Linked DNA regions of Mus musculus: region 1 is linked to region 2. Evidence: chromatin contacts called from public promoter capture Hi-C data. All regions are on one chromosome and are shown on one strand. Each heading gives the region's core, a stretch centred on a gene start, on an enhancer-like site or on the middle of the called end of the contact. The rest is flanking DNA. Distances are from core to core; before and after follow the strand shown. Region 1 overlaps F2 (coagulation factor II). Region 2 holds the start of Mybpc3 (myosin binding protein C, cardiac).

Evidence for each region. Promoter capture Hi-C pulls out the DNA fragments that hold promoters and counts their contacts.
Region 1: a promoter capture Hi-C map of hippocampal neurons shows a contact between it and region 2, with 2.6 times the contacts expected there. The contact joins the enhancer-like site here to the promoter of Mybpc3 in region 2. A contact is called at or near these places in 7 of 39 promoter capture datasets (the C10 cell line, embryonic stem cells, hematopoietic stem and progenitor cells and 3 more), 2 of 484 Hi-C or Micro-C datasets (both in embryonic stem cells), 1 of 115 datasets of contacts at active chromatin or transcription factors (extraembryonic endoderm stem cells) and 1 of 9 other capture datasets (embryonic stem cells).

Annotation. Positions count from the first base shown.
Region 1 is chr2:91,625,774-91,631,872 of GRCm38.p6, forward strand. It overlaps F2 (coagulation factor II), which reads right to left. Exons shown (of 14, transcript NM_010168.3): 7 at 4,736-5,053; 8 at 4,380-4,493; 9 at 4,177-4,303; 10 at 3,378-3,545; 11 at 2,887-3,060; 12 at 2,549-2,730. Among named protein-coding and RNA genes, the nearest start is that of F2, 7.6 kb to the right of the region's middle. Within about 2 kb of position 4,173, at least 23 of the 459 cell types and tissues checked have an H3K27ac peak or open chromatin away from gene starts, as enhancers often do. A contact at or near this core is called in hippocampal neurons, where this site is marked.
Region 2 is chr2:91,116,832-91,122,765 of GRCm38.p6, forward strand. Mybpc3 (myosin binding protein C, cardiac) reads left to right here and starts at 1,313. Exons shown (of 35, transcript NM_008653.2): 1 at 1,313-1,386; 2 at 2,332-2,598; 3 at 3,147-3,245; 4 at 3,325-3,432; 5 at 3,521-3,669; 6 at 4,194-4,311; 7 at 4,689-4,737; 8 at 4,901-4,930; 9 at 5,071-5,124; 10 at 5,509-5,511; 11 at 5,805-5,816. The coding sequence starts at 1,338.

The DNA.
Region 1 (6,099 bases), core at 2,923-5,422, 510 kb after region 2:
TTGAGAAAGAACAGGAGTTCAGAAGTCACTTCGTTTAAGGAGCTACAGCCAGTCACATGACCTCATTTCCTCACCTTATGTATCTAGTCCTTTAGCAAGCTTGTCACCTTTACCTGTCAAGATGCCCCAACTCCAGCCCCTTCTTGCCCTTTCCACTCTGGCCAAGTCACAGCCTTCTCTTGTACCCCAAACCACACCTTCAAATAAATAGACTCCAGGAACACCCAAACCTCAATTTAGTGAACTAAAATGTACATATAATCTAAAATACATATAGAATGAAGTCAGAAACATATCTTTCAACAGAACAAGGCAAATCAGTAGAAACACTCCTACCCAGACACATGGAAACTAACCAGACAATAGGAAGAAACAAGAAAAAAAGACCTTAGTAAGACACCTTCAATCAACTACAAAACTATCTGAAATATCTTCAAGCAACTGGTACATTCAGAAAAAAGCTTGACTCCCAAATCCAAAAATGAAAAGTAAATTTTAAAAATTGGATGTCATGGTATGTGCTTGTAAAAATCGACAATTTAAAGGTTGGAGTCAGGAGGATTCATTTAAGATCATCCCCAGTCACATGGTGAGCTTGAGGCTAGCCTGGGGTCCATAAGATTGTCCCAAAAGATCTAAATTAAATGACCAGGAAGTGGGAGAAAGTGAAAGGTCTAAGGAGTTAAAGGTTCAGTATGGGTGTGCGGGGCACCTGTAACCAGGAGGCTGAGGTGACACTGTTAACATTCCAAGACCAGCCTGTACTGTACATTGGTAGAGTGCTTGCCTAGCGTGCATGAAGCCATTCGGATCCCCAGTACCTCACAAACTGCATAAACTGGGCATGATGGCACGTGCCTGTAATCCCAGCCCTGGATGAGGATTGATTGGGAAAGGCAGAAGCATCATAAGTTCAAGGTTATCAGCTACAAGCCGGGCAGTGGTGGCGCACGCCTTTAATCCCAGCACTTGGGAGGCAGAGACAGGCGGATTTCTGAGTTCAAGGCCAGCCAGGGCTACACAGAGAAACCCTGCCTCGAAAAAACCAAAAAGGCTATCAACGACATAGTAGATTCAAGCCTAGGTTACACGAGACCATGTCTTTAAAAAAAAATCCACACAATACAGGGAAAGAGGGAGGGAGGGAGGGAGGAAGAAAGGGAGGGAGGGAAGTAGGAAGGAAGGATTGGCATCTTGAGTAGCATAAGCCCAAAGGAAAGATAAACACTAGAGCAAGATGCACACTCTCCTAAATACATAACTTTTAAAAACAAACATAACACAGGGAAAATAAGATGACAAATGAAACAATAATTACAAAATAATGAGTTACTAAAAATAAACTCCATACAATCACAGTCTTCATCACAATTAATTATTAACATACTAAACTACAAAGGGACCCTGAAATCCAAAATCTTAAGACTTAGTTGGGATTGAGATATAGTTTAGTGTTAGAGCAGTTGCCTAGTTCAAGGCCCTCTATTTAATCTGCAACACCACAGTAATAATAAAGTTGGGATTTGGGCTGGTGAGATGGCTCAGTGGTTAAGAGCACTGACTGTTCTTCCAAAGGTCCTTGAGTTCTGACTGCCCTGTAGCTTAAGAGAGTCCCCCTTGCCTCTGCCTTCGGAGAGATCTACGGTAACCCAGATGAGCCTCTAGTTCCACATGATGCTCCTGCCTCCACTCCCTGTGTGCTGATGTTACAGATGTTACCACTACACCTGGCCCTCTTCTCTCACCTCATTCCCCGTGGGATCACTGAGTTTACTGCTCTTCAAGCCCACAGGCCTCCCTGCTGTTCCTCAGGTCAACCAAGTGTTTGCCCACCTCAGCATCCCTGCACCTACATCTGTTCCCAAAGCCGGGTTTCGACCCTCCCTCTGTGTCTGATTCCTCATCCTCTTCCTCCCATCTCTGCCTAACCTGCTTGAGAAAAGGCCGATGCCAGCCCCTCTGACCACTGGCTTTAGTTGACTCGTCCCTTACAGTCTCCCTCACTCTGCTCTCTCCTCAGAGCTGTTATCAAGGACATGCATTCTAGATATGTTTATTGGCATAGCCCCCCTCTAGGAAGGCAGCTTTCTCAGGACCACCTATTTGAGTTCCTGCTGAGTACCCCTCCAAGTGCTGTCTAGGACACAATAGGCATTCAAGAAATGTATGCTAAGTGGCTAAATGAATGTTCTTTCTGTACCCAGGACTTCTGCTGGGCTAGATTCGTTGAGCAGATATTAATGATCACTGGCAAAACTCTCTCTCTCTCTCTCTCTCACTTGCTCTCTCACTTGCTCTCTCTCTCTCTCTCTCTCTCTCTCTCTCTCTCTCTCTCTCTCTCTCTCTCACACACACACACACACACACACACACACACACACCTCAGATCTCAACACCATGAAAACTTTTATGTTCTTTTTACCTTCAGAAAAGCTTCAGCCACTTACCTGGGGTCTTCTGACTTGTAAGTGCCCGGGCTTGTGCCTGTACCACATGCCTGCTAACCCCCATCCCAGCTGTTTCCCTAGCCCAAGACAGAAAGCCTTACCAGCACAGAACATGTTGTCAGTAATTCGAATCCGGGTGGAGGCCTTGCACACTGGCCGCTCTACAATGGGCAGGTTCACCACCTGCAGGACGCTGGGCTGTATCTCATTGATGTTGGTTGTCCATGTCTCCCGAAGGTTGCCCCAGCCTGTCACCCGCCCTTTATAACCAGCCCGGAGCAAGCTTTAGGGAGAGAGAAGGACCTGATGAGAATTGTCCCTGACAGCCTTCTAGAAAATGACTTTTGCATTTATACCATGGAACTGAACCCTGCAAATGATTGTCAGGCCCCAAGGTTCAGAGCCCAGGCCAAATCACAACTGAGACCCTAGTGCTGACCTGGTTACTGTCTGCTTGTCTGGCAAACACACGGGGTGAATATAGTCACTGAAGGGTACAGGTTTCTTTAGCTTGAGCAGAGCGATATCGCGGTCTAGGTTCTCCCGCCAGTTATATCTGGGGTGGACGTAGATCTTTTCCAGCATGGAGATCTTTTCAACATTCCGCTCATATCTGTGCAGACCCCAACAGAGAAGAACCACTCATGAGATCCTCAGCTAACTGAGCACGGTCACACACAGTCTTCTGAGTCATGTGGGCCCACAGAGATAGGCACATGCTACATGTACTGCTCCAATAGTCACAATTTAAAGAGACTTCCACCTGGACCATGTTCTCCTGTCTGGAGTGGGCCAGGGCCTGGCCATACGGGCTTGCCCAGTGAGGATGCTGAAAGCTCATACTTGTGGGTCCCATGTACCCCAGAGCCTCCAGAGCCCCCGATGAGCACTCAGAACCCAGCCAATCACCAGCAGGCATTTGCTTCATACCTGGTTCGGGAATGCTTGCCAATGCGCACCAGGAGGTCATTCTCAGTGAAGTTCTTGTCCCAGGGTGGGTACAGAATGCAGTGGGCAGCAGTGAGGACCCATCGGTCACTGATAAGGCTGGCCCCACACAGCAGCTCTTGGGGACTCTTCCGAAAAAGCATCACCTGCCTAACGGGAAGCAGAGTGCATTAGGAGCTGGAGCCCAGCCCCTAACAGCCTTGGAAATGGGAAAGGCTCTTAGATGAAGAGTACTGGGCTAGGATGGTGTCGCAAGCCTGTAATCCTTGCACTTGGGATGTGGAAGCAGGAGCATCAGAAGTTCGAAGTAAGCCTCTGCTATATAAGACCTCCCCTCGCCCCAAAAGTAAAGATGAAAGAAAGAAAGAAAGAAAGAAAGAAAGAAAGAAAGAAAGAAAGAAAGGAAGGAAGGAAGGAAGGAAGAAAGGAAGGAAGGAAGGAAGAAAAGGAAGAAAGACAGATAGTGGGACAGGGTTGCCTCCAGGGCTCAAATCTCGGATTGATTTGGCTGCCGTAGAAGACCAGAGCTCTATCAGGGTAGACCGTATAGTTTAGCACAGCTCTAGATCAGAATTGGATACAGTCCTGACTATGCAGCGTGCCTGAGGATGAGTCACGTAAGCTCGCTTGGCCTCATCTCTGACAATTACTCGGCAGACATGGCAAAGCTGGCTGAGGTAGCTCTGGGGGAAATTAGAGAGTGGGTGCTAGCGTCATCTGTGGAGCCAGGTCCTGCAGCGGCCGTGGGTGGGGCAGGCCTGTAGATCAGTCCAGGACGCACCAGGGGGCGATACCCTTCTCAGCGTCCCAGCCCTCCACGATGCGCCCGTCTATGTAAGAGTCAAGAAGCTCCTTTTCGGTTGTGTCTTTCAACGACTTCTTCTCGAACAAAGGCCGCAGGCCACAGTCTGCAGAGCAAGACAGACGGTGAGGGGCCCATCCTGGCCTCCAGCCTCGTGTCCCACTGAGACGCGAGTGTCTCACCTGCCTCCCCAAGGCCGAAGGTCTTCTCATTGAAGAAGGTGTGGAACTCCGCATCGGTGGTGCGTCCCGCGATGGACTCGTCCACATCATAGTTCTCCTCTCCCACCGCCTCCTCTGTAGAGACCCGGCAGTGGCTGGGACCTCAGACCTTCCCAAGACCCCAGGGGCATTGGAGGGCGTTTGACTCCGAGGTTAAGAGTCTAGGCACACCTGCCAGCCAACAATTTCTCAGGGCCTCCGTCTACTCATCTATGAAACAAGAATAGGACCTACCCCTAGCCAGGTTTCTGTAAGGCTGTAATGAACCCACTTGTTTTCAATCCTTGCCCCTGCCCTGCTCTATGAGCTCCGCTCACCGCAGTAGTTGAGGTTGCAGTATTCAAAGTCGCCAGGCTGCCCCGCAACATAGCACCATGCGCCCTCCTCATCCCAGTCTGGGTTGCGGCAGAAGTTTTCCACGAGTTTCACCTCGGGGTCGAAGTCTTGGTACTTGCTCAGGGTCTTGGCTGGTAAGCTGTTCCAGGGCAGGCAGGGGGACCCAAGTGTTGTCACAGCCAAATTCCCCTGGTATAGTCGGCCACGCTCAGTGAGGCACTGTCCCAGTGGAGGTGACAGATTGTCCTTGGAACCTCCAGAGCGAGGAGTCATCACCACAGTGGTACGGCCCTCCTGGCCTGGTGAAGAAGGATACAGAAGGCAAAGTTGGGGGGAACTACACGTAGACCCGAGGGAGATTTGAATCCCTGTCCTGGTGGATCACTCCCGTGTGACTTCAGGCAGCCTAAGCACTCCTAGCCTCAGCAACCTCCCTTCAAACAGAGTGCGCGTGCCAGTCTTACCTAATAGTTGATGGAAGAATGAAATATACACAGCAGAAATATCTGGTGCAGAGTGAGTCAAGCAGCAGGACCCCTTGGGCGCTTAGACTATCTTCAGTCTGTTGGTAGGGTCTGCCTGGAGTCAATTTGTGTAAAACTTTGTTGCTTTTTAGGGTTTTGTTTTTTTAAAGTTGTTTTTTTTGGGGGGGGGGGCGCTTTTTGTTTGGTTGGTTTCGAGACAAGGTTTCTCTGTAGCATTGGCTGTGCCAGAACTCACTCTGTAGATCAGGCTGTCCTGGGACTCCCTGAGCTCCACCTGCCTCAGCTTGGCAGGTGCTGAGATTGAAGGTGTGCACCGCCACCACCTGGCTCGGATCTCAAGTTTTAATTGGACACAGTAGAAAGGCTGTCGGGTCTGCTAGGAAGGTCTGTGTGGACCAGGGTGCAAGCTTGCAGGTCAGTTTCAGCGTCCCACAAACACGGACAGAGGCAGTCTAGCTAAGCAGCTGGTGTGTGTGGGGGGGTGTTGTTTGTTTGCTTGTTTGCTTTGTTTTACAGATCACTGGTGATTTGCTTTAAGGGCTGTCTCAGGTGGAGCATAGCTGACAAAGAACCGGCTCTGAACCTGCAGCTAGGGACCAGGCATTCTCTACCATTAACTTACAGCCCCTGGGCCTCTTTTTTCTGTTTATTTTGAGACACGTTCTCAGTAAGCTGCCGAGGCTGGCCTTGAACTTTAAAACAAAAATTTTGTTTTCATTTTTATTCATGTCTCTTATGCTACAGATATGTGTATTTGTGGTGTGTGTGTAGATGCTTGTCAAAAGACCATTAGATCCCCTGGAGTTGAAGTTATAAGGAGCTGTGAGCCACCTGACATGGATGCTAAGACCTGAGTTATT
Region 2 (5,934 bases), core at 63-2,562:
TCCTCCTCCTTCTTCTTCTTCTCCTTCTTCTTCTTCTTCTTCTTCTTCTGGCTCTCAAACACCAGTTCCTTAAACATTTAAACAAATTTTTTGCCTGCGTATATGTATGTGTGCCATGTGTGTGCCTGGTGCCTGCAGTCTAGAAGAGGGGTGTTGGGTCCCCTGGAGCTGGAGTTACAGATGGTTGTGAGGTATTGTGTGGGTGCTTGGACCGGAACCTGAGTTCTCGGCAAGAACAAGTGCTTTTAATCACTGAGCCTTCTCTTCCAGCCCCAGACCAGTTCTCTGGACGACTCGGAGATAAGCATAGCAGTGCATACCCAGAATAGCAGCACTTAGGTTGAGGCAGGAGGATTGTCATTGGTTTGAGACCAACCTGGATTGCTAGTTATAGCTTCAACACACACACTCATGCACATGACTTAGGAGCAGGTGATATGACTCTAAAGTAACTAAAATTGGGTGGAAATCACGGCTAGGTTTCTATTGACTGGAAAATGCTTATATGTGAACTCCCTCCTTCTGGTATAAGCTATCTATTCTAGTCTAGAATTCCTTAATGGAGATCCCCGTCATTTACTTTTTCCCCTGTTACACCTGATGAGCCTGATCCAACTGAGGGTCACAGAACAAGAACAGTGGCAGTGGGGTGGCAGCTGGGGGGATTTGGAATGCTCTGCATTCATCTTTGGTTAGTCCTTGTGACTTTAGCAAGAGCTAGCTCTGCTCCTGTCCTCTACTTGGGAGGACATTTAGAGATCCACTCCCATGCCCTCGCCTGCAGGCTCGCCTAGTTTGTCCCTTGTGTGTGTGGGGTGGGGTGGGGGGGACTAACTCCCAGCAGATTCCCTCCCTGCCTAACCCTCCGCCAAGCCCACTCAGGATTCCGTGGTCCAAGGCCAGCCCCTGCCCCTTGTGGTGCAGTAATGTGTGCCAAAGCTCTGCTGACCAAAAGAACAACAGCAGCTAGCCCTGGATACCCTCTCTCCCACCCAGCACCTGTGCCCTCGATCTTTAGCTGTGGGTGTCACGGGCCAAGAGCACCTCGACAGTGTAATTTTCTGGTGGCTGGATACACAGACAAAGGTGGGGCTACCCCTGAGATCCATGGAGGAGTGGAAGGGCGGAAGCTATCCAGTCCTGCTGGGGGTGGGGAGGAGAAGCCAGAGGACCAAGTGGCTCTATCTTCTCCATGAAGATACCTCAGCTGGATGGAATTTGTCTATATTTAGCAGGTGGCTAGCAGGAGGCTGATAAGCAGGGCTGGGGAGGGGGCAGTCCTCATAAATAGTGAGAACACAGGACACTGTTCAGTCCCTCCTTGGGTGGCCTGCTTGATGCCTGGTGTGACTGTTCTCAAGATGCCGGAGCCAGGGAAGAAACCAGGTAGCTCCACGTAAGGGTTTGGGTCAGTGGTGCACACGGCTTGTGGGCAGGGTTAGGTACCGGTGTAGGATGAGGCCTGTGGGTTCCAGGAAGGGACAGGATGGTCCTCTTTGGGCTTTGTCTAATTCTCTGCTTCATTCCCCATCCCTCTAATGAGATCAAGGATAAACTCGGTGTCAGGGCCACTGAGAGATGACTTCACTAAGTCAGGAAGAATCCAGGGTCAACAGCCCATTCTGTCTGGACCTGTATTTTCTTCTTCAGCCAGGGTCCTCAATTCAAGGAGCTCAATTTAGGCTCCAGTGGAGCTGAGCCCCTGAGCTCAGTTTCTAAGGGTACTGAGATGAGGGGGTAGCGACCCTTTCCAGCTCTGAGTGTCTGCCACATGAGCTGGAAACCCTAGGGTATTCACATGAGACCTGGCTCCAGATGTGGGGGGACAGTGCCTCTCTTCTCTGGAATAGAACAGGCAAGCCAAGGACAAAGACTGTAGCCAAAGACCTGGACCAGGCCAACACCCTTGCAGAGGTCATGGGGTCAGGGATCCAGTCCCCAGCCCCCAGGCCCCTGCTGCCTTATCTCAATTGCTCATTCTTAGTCTGAAGCCCTCAGAGGACAAATTTAGCTATATCCCAAGTAGGCAGAGTGCTGGGGCCCTTGCCAAGGGTTCCACAATGGGAAGGGAGGCTGGGCCTACCACTGGTGTTCCCAAGCAGGAAGGTAGGGACGTCTTATATGGTGGTGGGGACAACAGCCTGGACTCTTTCATCTGTCATTAACCTCACCTGACCTGAGACATAAATATGGCTGCACCCACCCCATAGAACTGTTGGAGCATTAAACAAGTAGCTTGGGGTGTGCTTACTACACAGTCTTCTTGAAGAAGGGTGTCGGGGGTGGGGTACCAGGGAGCCTACTTCCTGCAAGTTCCATCTGGCTCTTCAGTGTCAGCCTTCAACAAGAAGCCAAGGTCAGCGGAGGTGACCGCTGGCAGTGCTGCCGTGTTCGAGGCTGAGACGGAGCGGTCAGGCGTGAAGGTGCGGTGGCAGCGGGATGGCAGCGACATCACCGCCAATGACAAGTATGGTTTGGCAGCAGAGGGCAAGCGACACACACTGACAGTGCGGGATGCGAGCCCTGATGACCAGGGTTCCTACGCGGTCATTGCAGGCTCCTCAAAGGTCAAGTTTGACCTCAAGGTCACAGAGCCAGGTAAGAGCTTGCTGACCTCGCCCCGGGGCCCTGAACTCAGAGTCCGGGGCATGGACTCTGGGCACTGGCAATGCTGTAAGCCAGAAATGCCCGTTCTGCTCTTCTGCTCCAAGATCTCTCTAAGCATTAGTTGTGGCTGCAGCTCTTTCTGCACTGTGGAGGTGGGAACCCGAGAGCGGTGTTCTAGGAAGGGTCCACTCCCATAGCAGACCCAGAGCCTGGTCACCCAGATAAGGACTTGGCTAGCTGTATGTGTTAGTGGGGAAATCCTAAGAGCTTGGTGGTGGTGGTGCTGGGTCAAGGCCAAAGCTCGGAAAGGGACAACAGATGGACCACAATGCTGCTCAGAGCAGAAATCTGGACATGGGACAGGTGGATCGTGAGTGCTGGAGGACGAGAAGCAAGTTGGCTCCTCTTCTTGGAGTGAGGCCAGTGGCTAAAAGAGCCTAGGATACTGCTGTACAAGTGGAATGTATCTTAGGTGGGACATAGGTCTGATATCCGAGTGGAGGGCTCTAATTAGAAACTGTTCCATGACCCCACCTCAGCCCCTCCAGAGAAGGCAGAATCTGAAGTTGCTCCAGGAGCCCCCAAAGAAGTCCCTGCTCCAGCCACTGAGTTGGAAGAAAGTGTCTCAAGTCCTGAAGGTAAAGAGGGCTGGACAACGAGGGACAGGCCAATGGATGGGGAATATCCCAGGACAGACCTCAAAAGCCTTCTTTTCAGGGTCAGTCTCGGTAACCCAGGATGGCTCAGCTGCAGAGCATCAGGGAGCCCCTGATGACCCTATTGGCCTCTTTCTGATGCGACCACAGGATGGTGAGGTGACCGTGGGTAAGTGGGAACTTTGTGCTCATACTCGGGGTTAGGGGAAAGGAAGCCCCAGAGGACCAAGGTCGGAGAAGTCACCTTTCTCTTGCAGGCGGCAGCATTGTCTTCTCAGCCCGAGTGGCTGGGGCCAGCCTCCTGAAACCGCCTGTGGTCAAGTGGTTCAAGGGCAAGTGGGTGGACCTGAGCAGCAAAGTGGGCCAGCACCTGCAGCTGCATGACAGCTATGACAGAGCCAGCAAGGTGGGACGCCTGGTCAGGGGCATGGGGAGCCAGGGAGTACAGGCATAGGGAGGCTGGGAGACTGGGAAGCAGGGCAGAGCTGAAATGTTCAGCCATACCAGCTGCACACTGCACAAAACAGCTCCCAAGTGGAGCCACCTGCCATCTGCTTGGACTTCTATCATGGTCATGTGCAGGCAAGAGCCCGTATGGGTCTTTTATTTTATTTTTTTTTTATTTTGTTTTTTGAGACAGGGTTTCCCTGTGTAACCCTGGCTGTCCTGGAACTCACTCTATAGACCAGGCTGGCCTTGAACACAGAAATCCGCCTGCCTCTGCCTCCCAGAAGTGCTGGGATTAAAGATGTGCACCACCACTGCCCACCCCATCATGGGTCTTGAAAGGTGGATGCTTTCTTTAAATTATAGAAGCGCTCTGTATGTGTCAGCCCTGAGAAGTGAGCTTGGCAGGCTTTGCCACACCCCTTCTCTTTAGGGACGCAGGGCCTCTCCTGTCCCAACCTTCCTTCATCCTCCTGCTCACAGGTCTACTTGTTTGAGTTGCACATCACAGATGCTCAGACCACTTCTGCTGGGGGCTACCGCTGTGAGGTGTCTACCAAGGACAAATTTGACAGCTGTAACTTCAACCTCACTGTCCATGGTGAGGGAGTCCTGGGGTCTCGTCTGGTCTTGTGGTCTTCATGGGTCCTGGTCCCTTGGGCTTGTCTCTATCTCCCAACTAGAGAGGGTGACTAGCTGTGGCCAGAAGCCAGTGCCGGTCACCCGAGGTGTGAACGAAATGCATGCTTTCAGGAGAATCGTGGGAGCAAGTCAAGGGTGGGATGCTGTTTCTGTGTCCCTGCCTCACACAGTTTGAATGTGAACTGGGAGGTGAGTGGGAGGCAGCCCACTGTGGAGACTGAGATGAGAAACTGCCTCATCTCTCTAAATATGAACCCTGGGAGAAGCTGAGAAGATGGAGTCTTGTGCTCCCACTCCCTGAGGTCACCCCCACCACTACATTCTCTTTGCACACAGAGGCCATTGGTTCTGGAGACCTGGACCTCAGATCAGCTTTCCGACGCACGTGAGTGGCTCTCTTTCCTTGGGAATGGGGGTGGGGGGCGGGGAGACCAGTGTGAGGGCTGAGGGCCCTTGACATTTTAGATAGACGCATGTGGGGGGTCCAAGCTGAAGTCTGTGGGGGGCAAGGGCAAGCTGCCAGGTCACTGAGAAACTAACTTCCACAGGAGCCTGGCGGGAGCAGGTCGGAGAACCAGGTACCCTTCCTGTCCTCCATCTATCCCATCACAGAGATGGGTGGGAGCCCCACCTGACTGCACCCCTTCCTCCTATACCACTCCATCGCCTAAGCCCCTGCTAGCTCTTCAGAGAAGCCTCATGGGGTCTCTCTCTTCAGTGACAGCCATGAAGATGCTGGGACTCTGGACTTTAGTTCCCTGCTGAAGAAGAGGTGAGTCCTTGGGTCACATCTTCTAGGGCAGAGATTAAGACATGGCATTGAGATTTCCAAGCTGTGTGTCCCTGAACAGAATGAGGCACTTCTCTGAGCCAGTTTCCTTATCAAGGGGGAATCTTGTCCCAGTGTGGACAAGAGTTGTCTTAATAACCATCCTTAGTCCCAGTGTGGACAAGAGTTATGTCTTGTGCCCCTCAAAACCTCCTGGTGAATCTACCATAGACCATTTCCACAGATTCTGAAGGCCCTAAGAAGTAGGAAGAAGGTTCCCAAAGCAGTAGCAGTAAGGACCTAGCCCTGACTTCATTTCTTTTTCTGTCCTTTCTTTCCCTCTCTCTCCATCTTCCCTTCATGGCTACTGCTGCTGCTCCTGCCCAGAGAGTAAGGCGTGGGGCTGGGAGGCTCTGGGTCTTACAAGAGGATTTTAGCTTTGGGGACATGTACCCTTTCTGCTGGGGTTTGGGGGAACTCACACACACCAGGGTGACATTCTTAAGGCTTGGAATGGCTCTGACACTGTCTGGTTTTATGAAGAATGAGACTCCTGCCCTGAAAAGTAGGGGCACTGTATGGGGAAGAGGGAACAAGTGAAGGCACTGGGAAGGATCCCAGTCTTGGCAGGGAGGTGTCCAGACTTCTAATGTATGCCTGTCTTTTTCCTTCATCTGGAGCAGCAGTTTCCGGAGGTGAGTTGAGGTTGGGCCCTCCTCAACACCCTAAGCCAAGAGTCCTCCCTAGTTCAACACCCAAGACTCTTAGACTGAGAGGGGAGGAGAGGGGAGGGGAAGGGAGGGGAGGGGACGG